Regions from separate parts of the Sus scrofa genome. Here region 2 is linked to region 1. A link is a contact called in public promoter capture Hi-C data. All regions are on one chromosome and are shown on one strand. Each heading gives the region's core, a stretch centred on a gene start, on an enhancer-like site or on the middle of the called end of the contact. The rest is flanking DNA. Distances are from core to core; before and after follow the strand shown.

Region 1 (2,567 bases), core at 31-2,530:
GGCCCTGGGTGGACGGCGGGAGCCCGTCCAGCACCGTGTAGCCGCTCTCCCTGCTGCCGATGAAGACCTCCCCGCGGGCGAAGGCGTCCTGGGGGCGGCCAGGCTGAGCGGCGGCTCCGGGCCGCCCCCGCCCCCCCCCCCGTCCCGCAGGCAGCCCCTCCGTCCACCCAGGAGCCCGGGTGCGGCCGTCCTTACCAGGGGGTCTTTGAAGTACATGAGCCTGCGGTCGTCCATGGTGAACCAGCGCTTCCGGAAGCCTTCCGTCTGCTGTGGGCGAGGGTGCACTGGGTCTGCCGAGGCAGGGCCGGGGGCCCCTCACCCCGCCCCCCACATGGCAGGGACCCCAGGGTGCCCGGCGTTGGGGCAGGAGCCGGGGCTTGGAGCTGGCCCGGGCCTCAGGGCACGAGGTGTCCTCAGGGTTCTGCTTCCAGGCCCCCAGAGCACCAGGGTCCCGGGCGGGGGTGCCTGCGCTGCTGCAAAATGGGGGCACGCAGAGGCCCTTGCTGGGGGTGTCGCTGCCACTCTGGGCTCCCCTGGTCCCGCACAGCCCCTGGTGCCCAAGGCACAACCTTGCAGAGGGGCCTGGGCGTCCCGGGCTCCTGAGTGGACGTACCTTGGGCCCCGTCTTCTCCATGTAGCCTTCCTGAAGGTAGTTCCTGGAGAGCTTCGGCACCAGCTAGGGCAGAACCCCCTCAGGCTGGGCCCAGGAGGCAGCACAGCCCCCAGGGCGCCCCTCCCCAGCTGCCCCTGCTCCCCGCCCCCTCAACCCCCAACACGCCCCTCCAGGGACCTCAGGCCGGCCAGGGGCAGGGGGCTCCTCGGGTCCACGTGGGCCCTCAGTCAGCACCCAACCCACCGTCCCAGACCAGGGCCCACGTCCCCCTCTCCAGGGTCAGAGGCGGCAGCAGCCACTCACGTCTGCGTCGCTGGCCCCCGGGAAGGCCACCTGCAGGTAGTGGAAGCGGGCAGCACGGAGCGCGTTGAACCAGTCCACCATCTCCTGGGGGTGAGAGGCTGGGTGTGGGGTGTGGGCCGTGGGTACAGGCCCCCCCACCCCTCAGCTCCCGGGCCTGTGCCCACTGTGCGGCTGGCCGGCTGCGGTGGACACAGGCACAAGGGTGGGTCTGGTCTGCTTGGGGGAACCCCCACGAAGGCTCCAGCGGGGACGCCGGATCCCCAAGCAGTCAAAGCAGGCGGGGGCGGCCTGGGGCTGCCGTCCAAGCCCCCAGCTGCTGGACAACGGGCAGCCTCTCTCCTCTCGGGTTGGGCTATTTTTATGACCTGACGTCCTGTCAAGAGGGAGGCTCAGCTATTTATAAACCCACCCAGAGCCACGTCTCCCCTCCCTACTGAGGACGCCGCTGGAGAACAGGAGGGGATTGGACCCCTGAAGCAAGAGCTGCCAGGGGTCCCTGTGTCTGTGGCTGCCACCTCCTCCCCACCCCTCCCATAGCATGTGACCTTTGCCCCTTGGCCACTCAGCCTCACTAAGGGCCCTGCCCCTAAACCCAGCTCACGCCTGGTGCCCCTAACCCCACTCCACTGGACCCAATCCCTCCAGTCTCTCCCTGTCCGGTCACTGGCACTGGCCTCCCTGCTCCTCTCAGGCCCTTCCCTGACTTGCTGAAACCAGACGGATGCTCTAGAGGCCCCTGGGCTCCCAGCACCTGCCCTCTGCCTGCCCTGGGCTCCGTCTCTGCACCAGGAAGGTGAAAAGGCTTCTGGGTAGAGCTGAAGACTGGCTCACATGCCTTGAGCCAGGTTGCCCCCCCATTAGGACTGCTTAAGGGATAGTTTTTTAAAGGCCTAACCCCATGAGACGAGGGAGAAGAGTCACGACGTGCTGGGAACTGGAAACAGATGGAAACGTGGTCCAAATTAGCTGCGTCTGAAGCCACAGAAAGGAAAGCTGAGACGTGGCCAGTCTGCTGCTGCAGACGCCCAAAGGGCTGGGGAAGGCACAGCTCTGGGCTCCCCTGGAAGTGGGAGGGGCTCCATGCAGAACTGCCCCATCCTGGCAGGAGATGGAACCCGCCTCTTTGCAGAGGGCGAAAAGAAAGAGCCTTGGTGAGGCGAGAGGGGTCCCAAGCACGGGGTGTGTGCCTGTCGGGACCCCATTCTAGAAACAGTGAAGTTGTATGATGCCACACCAGGCCCGAGTCTCCTCCTGCTCCCTCTCAGCTCCCTCCATGCTGGGGCTCGGGAAGGAGGGGCTTCCCCTGGAGAACCTGACCAGCCCAGGAAATCTCTCACGGAAGCCAGAGAAAAAAGAGCACACAAATGGGAAATAGCCATTTGGAAGAAATAGAAACATTCTTCAAGGATAAGACAAGTTCAGGTTCTTGACTCACACAAGACGGTGCAGTAGAAGGACCAGAGCTTAGCTCCTGTCGTGAACACACCAAAATTACAACCAACTGTTGAGCAACCACTAACGAAACAGACTAGAGGCTACCAGAAAAGATCTCCTGCACCCAAAGACTAAGACGAAACCACATCAAGGTCGTGGGAGGGGTACTTTCAAAAGAGAAACAATCCCATACCCGCTGGGTGGGCAACCCACAGAC
Region 2 (2,567 bases), core at 30-2,529, 190 kb after region 1:
GAACACCAGCCAGCAAGCCCAGGGGGGTTTCCCACAGACCAGCCCCGGTCATGCTTCTGGTCATTTTCCACCCCGACTCCCTGAGCACAGCCGCCACCTCCCTATGGCCTCAGGTCAGCCTTGCCCTGTTTGTGGTCACTGACAAAAATCCCACCTCACCGCCTGAAACCAAGTACAGCAAAACCAAGTACAGCCGGTCCTGTTTATCTCTGAGTCACCGAGTGGATCTAACGGACACGACTGGTCCCTCCCATCTCCCCTGCTCTTTCCTCTCAGCTTCCCAGGCACCCTCCACTCTCCGACCCCTTTGCACCCTGCGCCCCGACTCCGAAGGGGCGGAGGCTCAGCCCCTCCCTCTCTTCAGGCCCTGTGGCTGGAAACACCACCCTTGGGCTAAAGGTTTCTCTGCTCAGGTGTGTATCACCCACACACACCCTCTCAACGGAGGGGTCCAATCCACACCCCACCGTCCTCTGCACACCTGACCTTCCTGCACGGTCTGTTCCCCCCCAAGAATGGTCACGTGGTGGAATCCCGCTTTCAGCTCCAGCTAACACCCTGGTGTCACCCACAACTCCCGTCTTGCACAGCCTTCCACGCCACGGTAAACCCCGTTGGCGCATCCAGAGCACCTCCAGAAGTGGCCCCTCACGGCCTCTACCCTGAGGATCCTGGTCCAGCCGCCCCGCTCCCCTGGATTATTCAAAAGCCTCCAACTCGTCTGCGGCCTCCGCCCCGGCCCCTCCATCCCACGTGCGACTCGGCGTCCGGAAGGACTAGTGAAATACCTAAATCGGGTTAGGCCCCCCCCTCTGCTGGGACCCTCCTCCAGAGCTTCCCTCCCTTCCCCTCCTCGGCCCGGCGCCGCCTGCGGGGCTAAGCAAAATCAACCGCACCCCAACCACCCCCAAGCCTGGCTCGCTGGGCCGGGGCTGCTTCAGCTCCAACACTGCGGACAACCGGGAGGCACCCCCGAGCAGTGGGGAAGGCCCGGAGCGGCCGGCGCTCGGGATCCCGCGCTCCCCCCAGGTTGCCGACCGGGGAAGCGCCCAGCCCTCCTTGCGCACCCGCCAGCCCCGGAGACCTCGCACCCACGTGGGGCGGGCCCCAGACCGCCCCCCTCGCCTACCTGCGCGTGGCCTCCAGCGCCGGCTTCCGGCAGACGCGGCGCCCAGGTAACGGGGACCCGCCCTCCGGAGCTGCACCCCCCCCCCATTGGCTGAGGCCCGCCTCCGTCTCCCCGCTGGCCAATGGCGAGCGGTAGCCGCCAGGGCCGGGACGCGACCAGACGCGCCGGTGGCGTCATTGCTGGGCGCCGCTGGTGCCCGGAGCCTGCGGTTGCCAGGCAACCCTCCACGTGCGGGACCTCCCAGTTCGAAGCTGCGCAGGCCCGTTGCTCCACCGGGGTTCATGTTGAACAAGATAAAAATGTACATAGATTTCCCCCCCCCCGTCTTTTTAGGGCCGCTAGCCATGGATATTTGAAGTTCCTGGTCTAGGGGTCGAATCCGAGCTGTAGCTGCCGGCCTACACCACAGCCATGCCATAGCTCAGGGCAACGCAGGATCCTTAAACCCACAGAGTGAGGCCTAAACCTGCGTTCCCCATGGATACTAGTGGGGACTGTCACCGCTGAGCCAGGAGGGAAACTCCAGAGGTAGATTTTTAACTGCTTTCACTTAAAAGTGGGAGCAAGATTGTGCAATCTCCGCATTACACCTGTGCGCCAGGGTTCCCAATGCATCGGAGGTGCATGCAGACACCTGTTAAGTCCAGGTGAGGTCACCTGGGGTGAGGGTTGAAGGCGGAGGTGGGCCTGACCTCGCGGGGTATCTGAGGTCTGAGGCAACCCACTGCCAGTGAAACTGAGGGGTTACACCGTTGTTGATTTCTTCATAGTCCCAACACTGAGAAAGGGAAGAAAGAGACTTGGCCTGTGGGGACATTTAAGCTGCAGACCACGTGGAGGAGACAGGTGGACGGGGTTATGCTATCAAGGGAAGGTTCTCGATATGGGAGATAGGAAAGCCAGGCAGGGTTCTTTAGTTCCACTCTCTAAGGCCAGCCAGTTTCTAATCTGGCCGCATTATACCAGAGCCCCTGCTGGTCCTGTGTTCACACACGTGAGAGTCTATAAGGCACACACTTGGGGGTAGAGTTTCTGAACCATGTGTGCAAGCACGTCCAACGCTACGGACTCCAGGAAAAGCCATTCCGTTTTCCAGCTGCTCTGGAGGACTTCACGACCATCTAGGGAAAAAAAGTTCATCCAGAAGCTTAAATATACAGAAGCGTTGATGTAGTTTTTTTAATTTTTGCTTTTATTTTTAGCTCTGGTAATTTGCCATGCAACTGAGCAGGACTCTATGGCAGCTTCCTGGAATGCAACAGACTCCCACCCCACAACGCCCCTACCCAATGGCCTCCACCTGCCTCTTGTCCATATAGAAAACTTGAGCCTCCTTGGCCTTCTAGGTCCAAAAAGGTTTGTTTTTGTTTGTTTTAGGGCCACATCTGAGGCATGTGGAATTCCCGAGCGAAGGGTCGAATCAGAGCTGGCCAGCTAC

Evidence for each region. Promoter capture Hi-C pulls out the DNA fragments that hold promoters and counts their contacts.
Region 2: a promoter capture Hi-C map of skeletal muscle shows a contact between it and region 1, with 8 times the contacts expected there. The contact joins the promoter of C3H7orf50 here to the enhancer-like site in region 1. A contact is called at or near these places in 3 of 5 promoter capture datasets (fetal liver, fetal skeletal muscle and skeletal muscle), 5 of 47 Hi-C or Micro-C datasets (blood, fetal skeletal muscle, omental adipose tissue and 2 more) and 1 of 2 datasets of contacts at active chromatin or transcription factors (alveolar macrophages).

The regions. Positions count from the first base shown.
Region 1 is chr3:549,396-551,962 of Sscrofa11.1, forward strand. ADAP1 (ArfGAP with dual PH domains 1) reads right to left here. Exons shown (of 12, transcript NM_214226.1): 8 at 917-1,000; 9 at 614-676; 10 at 196-267; 11 at 1-88. Among named protein-coding and RNA genes, the nearest start is that of GET4, 17 kb to the left of the region's middle. Within about 2 kb of position 1,281, at least 6 of the 83 cell types and tissues checked have an H3K27ac peak or open chromatin away from gene starts, as enhancers often do. A contact at or near this core is called in fetal skeletal muscle and skeletal muscle, where this site is marked.
Region 2 is chr3:744,091-746,657 of Sscrofa11.1, forward strand. It overlaps C3H7orf50, which reads right to left and starts at 1,280. Exons shown (of 5, transcript XM_013987679.2): 1 at 1,130-1,280.